Regions from separate parts of the Zea mays genome. Here region 1 is linked to region 2. A link is a contact called in public Hi-C data. All regions are on one chromosome and are shown on one strand. Each heading gives the region's core, a stretch centred on a gene start, on an enhancer-like site or on the middle of the called end of the contact. The rest is flanking DNA. Distances are from core to core; before and after follow the strand shown. Region 1 holds the start of LOC606475. Region 2 holds the start of LOC103654817 (cytochrome P450 734A2).

Evidence for each region. A called contact is a pair of places that touch in the nucleus more often than the background predicts.
Region 1: a Hi-C map of ear shows a contact between it and region 2, with 2.8 times the contacts expected there. The contact joins the promoter of LOC606475 here to the promoter of LOC103654817 in region 2. A contact is called at or near these places in 3 of 25 Hi-C or Micro-C datasets (ear, root tip and tassel).

Annotation. Positions count from the first base shown.
Region 1 is chr4:240,378,104-240,382,468 of Zm-B73-REFERENCE-NAM-5.0, forward strand. LOC606475 reads left to right here and starts at 1,551. Exons shown (of 5, transcript NM_001309486.1): 1 at 1,551-1,666; 2 at 1,790-1,820.
Region 2 is chr4:239,976,569-239,981,313 of Zm-B73-REFERENCE-NAM-5.0, forward strand. It overlaps LOC103654817 (cytochrome P450 734A2), which reads left to right and starts at 3,358. Exons shown (of 5, transcript XM_008681641.3): 1 at 3,358-3,838; 2 at 4,488-4,711. The coding sequence starts at 3,526.

The DNA of each region.
Region 1 (4,365 bases), core at 301-2,800, 400 kb after region 2:
AGGACCAGGGCCCTCTTAGAGAGGGTTGGCCGCGCGGGGACGAGGACGAGACAGGCGCTCGCGTAAGGCCGCTCGCTCCCTCACCCGCGTGGACGCGTAATCCCCTACTGCAAGCGCACCCGACCTGGGCGCGGGACGAACACGAAGGCCGCGGGATTTCCACCTCTCTCACGCCCGACTCCGGCCACCTTTCTCCCCCCTTCGCGCTCGGCCTCGCGCCGACCCATCTGGGCTGGGGCACGCGGCGACATTTCACTCGTCGGCCTAGGGACCCCCCGGTCTCGAAACGCCGACAGCTAAATATACCGGACAAAACAGTTTACAGACTATTGTTGGAGACAATCTTATATTCTTCTACGAAGGCTCTTAGGCCCGGGCTATGTGCGAGCAGTGCACTTGCAAGCCTCAAAAAATTAAGAGTCCCAAAATTATCAGATTGTTCTAGTTTTAGGCAGCGGTGAAGCTAGAGCAAAATTAAGGATGGTGCATTTGACTTGTGGATACATAAGAATTTATTTTACGGGCGCATATATGGTAAAATTTTAACCAATTTTATAGATTTTATATTTTTTTGGGGTGCATTTGCATCCGCTACCTATAGTGTAGCTTGGTCCCTGGTTTTAGGGTTAGTTTCAGAATACCATTTTTCCAAAGGATTCCTACTTGGGAAAATATGAATCTCTTGGGAAAATGATGTTCCAAAACTAGCCCTTATAATCTTATACAACATATGTTAATATGCAACATCTATCTTCCTTCCTACCCTACCGTTGCGTCAAAGCGGAACAAAGAATGAATCTTCATAGGATTCTAATACATGTTCGCGTGCGTGAATGAAGTTTCTCTAAATTAAACCTACTAAATTTATATTTGTGTTATAGTATGACACAACAAATACATGATATTTAGTAGAATAGCACTCGCGATTAAAGCTATGGAGAAGATTGAATATAAACATATTGTAGAATATATTATTTAAAAACCCACCAAAAACGATGTTATTCAAATAAAATAGATATTTTCTTTATATATTCTATTACACTATATGTTATTGCAAGTTTTAGTTTGTTATTGATTATTTTAAATAAAAATATTAGATCCTACTATTTTAGATTTAGAACATGGCTTTCAAATTTTCATGTCCCAATATTGGTCTTGTTTGGTACAACTTATTTCAGATATTTTTTACAGATTTAAGCAAAAGATGGGCGTTTTTATAGTAGCTTATCAGTTTAATTGTTTCTCGTAATAAATCAAAAGTATAAGTAGAAACTTCAATAAATCTTTTCCTTAAAAAAAAACAGCAGTTGTATTTGTACACAACTACACCATAATTCCAACGATCCTGCCCAAGCCCGTGCACGGTGCAGCCCTTTCCGTGTGGGCCTAGCAAATCGGCCCACCTGTCCTTGAGTCACACAAATCACGTCACCAGCTGGACACTTGGTTGGCTTCCACGAAAGCCACGGCACTGGCACCGCGCGCGGTTTCCCGCTGCCACCGACTCGTGGGACCGGCCGGCGCTGCCCTTTGACCCGCCTCGACGTCGGTGCCTCGCGTCCCTTCCTCTCCCACCGATCAGGCGAACAAATACGCACGCGAACGCAAAGAAAAAAAAACTGTTGTTTTGTTCTTGCGGAGACGAGACGAGACGAGGCGACGCGAGGTAGGTTTTCGGACCCCTCTTCTCAATCCCCTCACGTTTCGTTTCGTTTTGTTTGGGTTCTTCCGCCGTCGATCCTGACGAGATCGTTTCCGTCCTCTCTGCCGACGCGCCGCCGTCTGCCAGTCGCGAGGAGTCGAGGAGGATCGGGGCTCAGGTACACACGTCCGTCTCCTTCCCTTGTTCGTATCATCGTGGTTGGGTCTGTTGGATTTGTTGCTTTTGACGGCATCACGCGATCGGTTGTTTTTGCTGGATTTTTTTTTGTTATTCTTGCCCGCGAGGGTTGGATCGATCTGTAGGGATTTGGATGCAAAACGTTGCCAATACTCGTTGGTTTGGCTGCCGTCTCTCTCGTGCTCTCCTCTCCCGTTGTTATCCTCGTTTGCGCGCGGGAGGTTTTTGGGACCGGGGTTGAGGGGGCGTGTCCTTGAGATTCGTGCGGCCGATGATTAGTCGACAGCTATGGCATGGCATCTGATACGAGGGAATCTGGGGGCTTTTGCCGCCGTGAGCCGTGGAGGAAATCTGAAGGTTTCAGTAGTGCTCTTTGTCTTTCGGGAAATGGGTCTGTCAGACTGTCTCCATGGAAAATATGGGCAGTGGAAAATACTTTCCTTGGAACTGTAGATGACACTGTTTGATACTGTTAGTTTGAAATAGAGGATAGAATAGGGGATGCTTAGTTACAAGGTTGTGATGGACTGTCTGTTTCTGCATTATCTGAAATTATGCTATATGACTGTATTTGACCATTATTATGGTCCCATTGCATGAGTCATTCAGTTGAGTTGTGCCATCATGCTGCGCACCGTTCTGGTCTTATCTACCCAAACTTCATACATCATTTGCTTTGATGTCCCTGATGGGCCACCGTGCAATAGAGATCTTTATGTGCACCTCTATGATGCAATGCAATGCGATGTACACAATCACTGAATCTGCATCGAGACTACACAAGAAAGCTGGTCAGCTAAACTGGCTGACTGACTGACTTTATCCTCGTCGAGGACCGATTACGTCACGAAGAAACTACAGGATGGCAAGTGTGCTGCATGAACACACCACACATGCCGCACTCGATGGCCTGTGCATAGAATCTGTAACAATATAATTAGAGTCCATGCAACGTTGAACCTATTATATTGCTCTCTGTCTTAGGTAGTGCCCATCTGTGGCCCACTCGTGTGCCGCCTCGTTGCTTTGTGGCTCAGTCAGGCAAGCAGCACAAAAGGGAACGAAACAACCAATATATACGTTAATTGTTTGGATTCATGTCAGTGAAGGAGTACAAGCCGGAAAGAGGTGCTCTGCATGGTCTTTGGAATCCTAGATACAAAGATATAGCATGCAAGTGCACCTAATGATTCATTTTATAGGAAGGAGAGCGTACTTAACCAATCCCTTGCAAAAGCGGGGGTTTAAGTTCAGAAAATTGATGATTTGGGACTGCAGTGGATCATTTGTGAATGTTTGACCAGTATGCTGGCTCCAGTCTAGGTAGTGGCTGGATCACTGGATGCAATGCTGTGCTGAGTAATATATCCTGGTCATTTCGTACATATATTCTATAAATTTTACATGGGGCACCACGGGCTCAGATGGTACATATTTCTATGTACACATATACTTAGATGTCTAGTAAGAAACAAACTAACAGTTCGAAGATATATGTGCTATTATCATAAAAATACAAAATTACTTTCATTTATCTATTCGTTGGAAATTGGAATATAGTTTTGGGAAGGATATTTTGCCATCAAATACAGATTAATCTTAAGTTTCAACTTGATAGTTTATCAGTTCATGCCCAAAAATCTGCATATTTTGAAGGTCTTGTTGGTCCCACCAGTAAAAAAAGCACTTGGTAGAACACAGGGTTGTTGCCGAAGATTTTTGTGCTCTGTTACAAGTCTTAATTTCTAATCTGAGTATGCTTGATACCATAAAAGCTAAAGGCTCGAGCTGTTCTTGGTTGTGTAAAAGCAGAGAATCAAAGCATGTTAGGGGCTATCAAGTGACCACTTCCTTTGGGGTTTGGTCATGGTCATGCATTGAAGCACTTCCCTAGGAGAGAATCCAAACTAGCTTTTGGCCCCTCAGTTTTTTTACACGACTCCATGATTTGTGCCTGCTTCTCCTTTCACTTCACCCAAGAGAATGGAATGGAAGAGAAGGCATATCATCCTATGGTTTTGAAACCTATATCTTCTTTTGGTAGCATCTACTACCACGACTGCTAGTACTTGTAACTAGCACAGTAACATAAAAGTAATGAAATAGACGGAGTAGATAAAAAGCGAAAGGAAATCCACTAATGTAAAGCCTCAAGGATGAGCATGATAAAGGGCAAGGGAAACAACACAGTAGATGTAAAACAACTGAAAATTAAAGGGTTGTTCAAAGAGTTCTAAAGACAGTGGTCAACCCCACCCTTGAGGGTTACTTACCTCTTGGTTTAGCTGTGTATTGATGATACTCAGGCATTCTCTCCAGTTATGCACCAGCTCCTCCCTTTGCTTTCTGCCCAGGAATAATTTTTCATCTCGATTTGTGCATAGGGAGTTTCATTATGAGACAATGGCATCTTTCTCTGCATTCGAAAATTCTCTTATAACGAAAAAGATAAAGCCTAGTTCTCATTGCTTACAGCTCAGCAATCCAATTCGCTATGTCTTGATTTGTAGTTTTTCCTTTTCTTT
Region 2 (4,745 bases), core at 2,108-4,607:
TTCTTCTTAGTTGCTATCAACTTGTAGGTTGTTCACGGTACTTTTTTGTTATCTTTTAGCTTCTTTTGTTAGGCCTCTTTGTTATGATGGATCAAGTTTATTTGCTCGTCGACATGGAATTTATTGCAAAGCTATTTCTATCACCACACCTCATAGAATTTGATCGGGGGAAGATGGTATATGGATGGTTTCTTTTGAGGCCGTGGATTAAAATCAGCTGTAAAGATATAGTATAAAAAAGAGACATTTGCTAAAGTTGTTTTGATATGGTGGTTTAAAATGAAAAAAAATTGACTGTTGTTGGACATGGATGTATGAGGATTTTGCTACAGTGTCGTTTTTTTTTATCATCCACTTGAGTCAAGGAAAAAGGTAGCTATTGCTTATGGACAACAATCTCTAGCCAGTAGCCACTGAACCAATTATTTGTTCATCATGAAGTGGCACTATCATTGGGCATGCATACCTTCCTGCTCTTGATTGGTAAGTTGCTAATGTTAACTCTTATGAGAAAATGTGGGTAATGGTATGTCATATTAATTATATCTATCTATGTGGATGCTTCTTACAGTGTGTTACTCCCTCCGTCCCAGTATATAAGGCATAACCACCTCTAGTTTAAAGACCAAGAAATGTAATTAATTGTCTCTATACCACTGCATCGATATACATATGCATATAGAGAGCACGCCTTATATTGTGGGACAAGAACAAAAAGTGGTTACGCCTTATATCGTGGGACGGAGGGAGTATATGCAATGGTTGAATCGAAGTGGTACACTAGAAATCACTCATAAGGTTAGAGTTAATTTTTAGTTGAAAACTATATGGATATCGTGGATTGTGGTATTGCACCGTTAAGTGCATACCATTTGGCTCCCTAAAATCTCTCGGACGGAGCCGCTCCCGAGGATGGAGCCGTTCCATCCCAACTGGCTCCGGAACCAAACACTATCTAAAAGGGAGTGAACTATGCAACTATAAGGGAGAATAATCCTAGGCTAGGAATTTTAGATCACGTTTCTAGGGATATTCTAATATATGTTGTTGATAGTTCATTCAAGCATGTTGCTATTGATCATGAGTTTGGCACATTTGTATTCGTGCTTAAACAAAACCACATTAAAAGCTTGTTCGGTTGCATGGAAGTTGTTGGTCACTTGTTTTTAATTGCTGTACGAAATCAAAAACAAAGCAACACAAGGTTAAAGAGTAGAAATATTCGTCCTTAAAGTGTTATCCTTTCGGGATAACAACTCAAGGACAAAGGTAGAGCGTAATCGAATGAAATACACAAATTATGACGAAGTAAGACATCAGAACTCATCTCATGTGCCTTAGCATTTTATTTTCTTCTCATTGAAGATAAGTTTACAATCATACCTTCGAATTCTTAATATAAGATAGCACGAATGTGTTTTAAAGGTTGAGCTATGCGAAGCTGTAGTACCTGGATAAAAGTACTTTATGCAGGGCAGCACCTGGATAAAAGTACTTTATGCAGGGTACAATTCATCTATTTATAAGGGAGATGAACCGACCTTGTACGTATTTACAATAATGCCCATCTATTTTTACATATATCATTTACAAATGGTATCGGGATACTAGTGTACTTTTCTTTGTTCTTGACTTCACGAGTTCTAGCCTTCGTCACCTGACTACTTCTTCCTTTTTGGCTTGTGGCCGAAGCCGCTACCTTCGGCCACTGTCTTTATTACTTGCATATAGACGAAGTGTTTTTGTATGTTGCTCTCTGTCAAAGCTTAGCTTCGTACGCCTGTAAGGACATTCCTGAATGCACTTGTTAATCGCCGAAGCCAGATGTTAGACAAATAATTTTTGGGATTCAAGTGTTCATCGGCAAAACCTTTCCTAGTACCCTTAAGACAATTATGTGACATAACAAAACAAAGGACCTTCGGCAATATAGGCCCCGAAAGAAATAGAATGAGATTGAGCATGGGAGTAGAACAGGATTGAGGGAGATTAAATCTCTTTCCATTTAATTTTGTCTAGCAAGGGATGTAATCTCCTTCAATTCACTTCTAACCGAACAAACCCTAAACAAGAAGTTCTAGATGCTACTTCAATTCATCAATACCAAGCAAGCTCATTTTCGAAGGAGATAATTGTCGAAAGAAGATGAGGTATGCCTACACAATAAGCCACATAGTCCAATTGTTGCCTTTCTGATCATTGAATGGATTCACCTGCAAGTTTGATCTAAGCTTGGACGTGCCATACATTGAGATTGTTCTCTTGCAGATGTTATGTCGGCCAATAAAATATTTATGGGTGGCAATCTACATGGTAAAGGAGAAATAATCAAGAGAGGCTATCGACACAATGTTTATTCTATATATGTTGATGAAAGTGTCAGCAACAGGAAGTCCACCGTCGGCATCGAACTTACTTCCTAGACCAGCACATAGCTCGTGATGACACTATGATCCCATGGAGGGGAGAGGAGGGGTCGACGACGATGGTGACAGTACAAGGGAGGGGAGGGGCGGTGAGGTCGTGAGGGAGGGGATAGATGACAGATGATTCAAACAATATCGTGCATTTGATTTGAGTGGGTAAGGGAGAGAAGGTTACCTAGAAATTTGAACCATTGATTTTGATGGTGTGTTAAGTCTGAGTATAATTTGTTTGGTGTATTCAGTAAAGATAGCGTAGAGTGATTTGATTAGATAAGTATTGTAAAATATAAACCAGTGGATTATGGATTATATAGTGTTATAGACTACTGTTTTTTTACGACTTATCTTTTTCCTTCTAGCGTTTATCGAAGATTTTGGTGGAGTCTCTTCTAGAAGTTTCATAGTAAATAGTGAGATTGTTGGCGCATGATTTCTCTTTTTTTGAGAAATGGTTTTACTTGTTTTTGGACATGGATTTTGAAAGTTTTGTTGGGACTAAACATGAAATTTTCTAAACATGTCAAGCCACACGCCATCCCTCCATCCAACATGGTCAATTAAGGGTGTGTTTGGTTTCTAGGGACTAATGTTTAGTCCCTAGATTTTATTCTATTTTAGTTCTAAAATTACCAAATATAGAAACTAAAACTTTATTTTAGTTTCTATATTTACCAATTTATACACTAAAAAGGAATAAAATGAAGGGACTAAACATTAGTCCCTAGAAACCAAACACCCCCTAAATAAAGTGACGAAGGCCACCCGTTGACCCTTACAACCCACCAGCTCCAAAACAAAAATTCTTCCTTTCCTCTCTCATCAGTCATTCCTGCGCTCCCTCCCGTCTCCATCGCCCGCCGGAACGGCCTCTCCCCGGCGACCTCCCCACCACTATATAACCGCCCTACCCTTCCTTCCCTTGCCTTCCCTTCTCATCACAGAACCCTTCAGCCATTACCACCACCGTTTCTTTCGAAATCCTCTGTCTCTGCGTGCGTGGCACACAAGCGCACGGCTATTACCAGAGAGCCAGCTCCGCCCTGCTTGGTTCCATTCCAAGAAGCAATTAAGGGGGCAGGAAACAAAGACTCAGGCTGCAATGGGGGAGGACATGGACGCGGCCGGCGCGGGCTGGCTGTCGTGGCGAGCGGCGGCGGTCGCCGTTCTCGCTTGGCTGGCGCTGCACGTGGCGGCGCGCGTGGCGGACGCGCTGTGGTGGCGGCCCCGGCGCCTGGAGGCGCACTTCGCGGCGCAGGGCGTGCGCGGGCCGCCGTACCGGTTCCTGCTGGGGTCCGTGAAGGAGATGGTGGGGCTCATGGCGGAGGCCTCGTCCAAGCCCATGTCGCCGCCAACCTCCCACAACGCGCTGCCCCGCGTGCTCGCCTTCTACCACTACTGGCGGAAGATCTACGGTGCGTGCCCTGGCTTGGCCTCTCTCTCTCCCACGTCCCACCTCTCGCTTTCGCCCATGTGTTGCGTCGCCGAGCATGTGCTCCCCCCTTTCCGTTTGATTGCTCATCTTTTTGGTTGCATCTCCGTGATCTGTTCCCTCCGTGTCCGCTTTCCGGCGCCCCTCTTTCTCTCTCTCTGTCCTGCAGAATTGCTCCCCTGTGCATGTCTGTTTGCGACCAGGGGCTCAGCTTTTGTCTCTTGTTGTCAGCAGAGCACAGCGCAGCTCTTCTCTCTCTCTCTCTTAGTCTCTCTCTCTCTGTCCAATTGCGCTCATGGTGTTTACTCCCTCTCCCTTCTTTCTCCAGACTCTCTCTATCTCACTTCAGTTGCTGCCATGCCATGCCCCATGCTGCCTGCTAGCTCTTGTCCTTCCCCTGCCCCTGCTCGCCTTGCCTTGCTTGCCCCTCTGGCTCTTGCATTCAATGGAGCTGGGCTTTGGATCATGAGCGGAGCACATGGGAGAAAACCAGCGCAGCACAAGTCCAAAGTCTTTTTCTTTCTTTCTTTCTCTTTTCCTTTGGTCTTTGTGTTCTTGGCAATCCACGGTTGGACGATCAGTTGGTTGGTAATGGTTGGCTGATTGACCGGCGGCGTTCTCCACATGCGCAGGACCGAACTTCTTGATCTGGTTCGGGCCGACGCCGCGCCTGACGGTGGCGGAGCCGGAGCTGGTGCGCGAGATCTTCCTGACGCGCGCGGAGGCGTTCGACCGCTACGAGGCGCACCCGGTGGTGCGCCAGCTCGAGGGCGACGGCCTCGTCAGCCTCCACGGCGACAAGTGGGCGCTCCACCGCCGCGTCCTCGCCGACGCCTTCTACCCGGACAACCTCAAAGTAAGACAGAGGCTTTTCCATGCCGCTCTGCTCT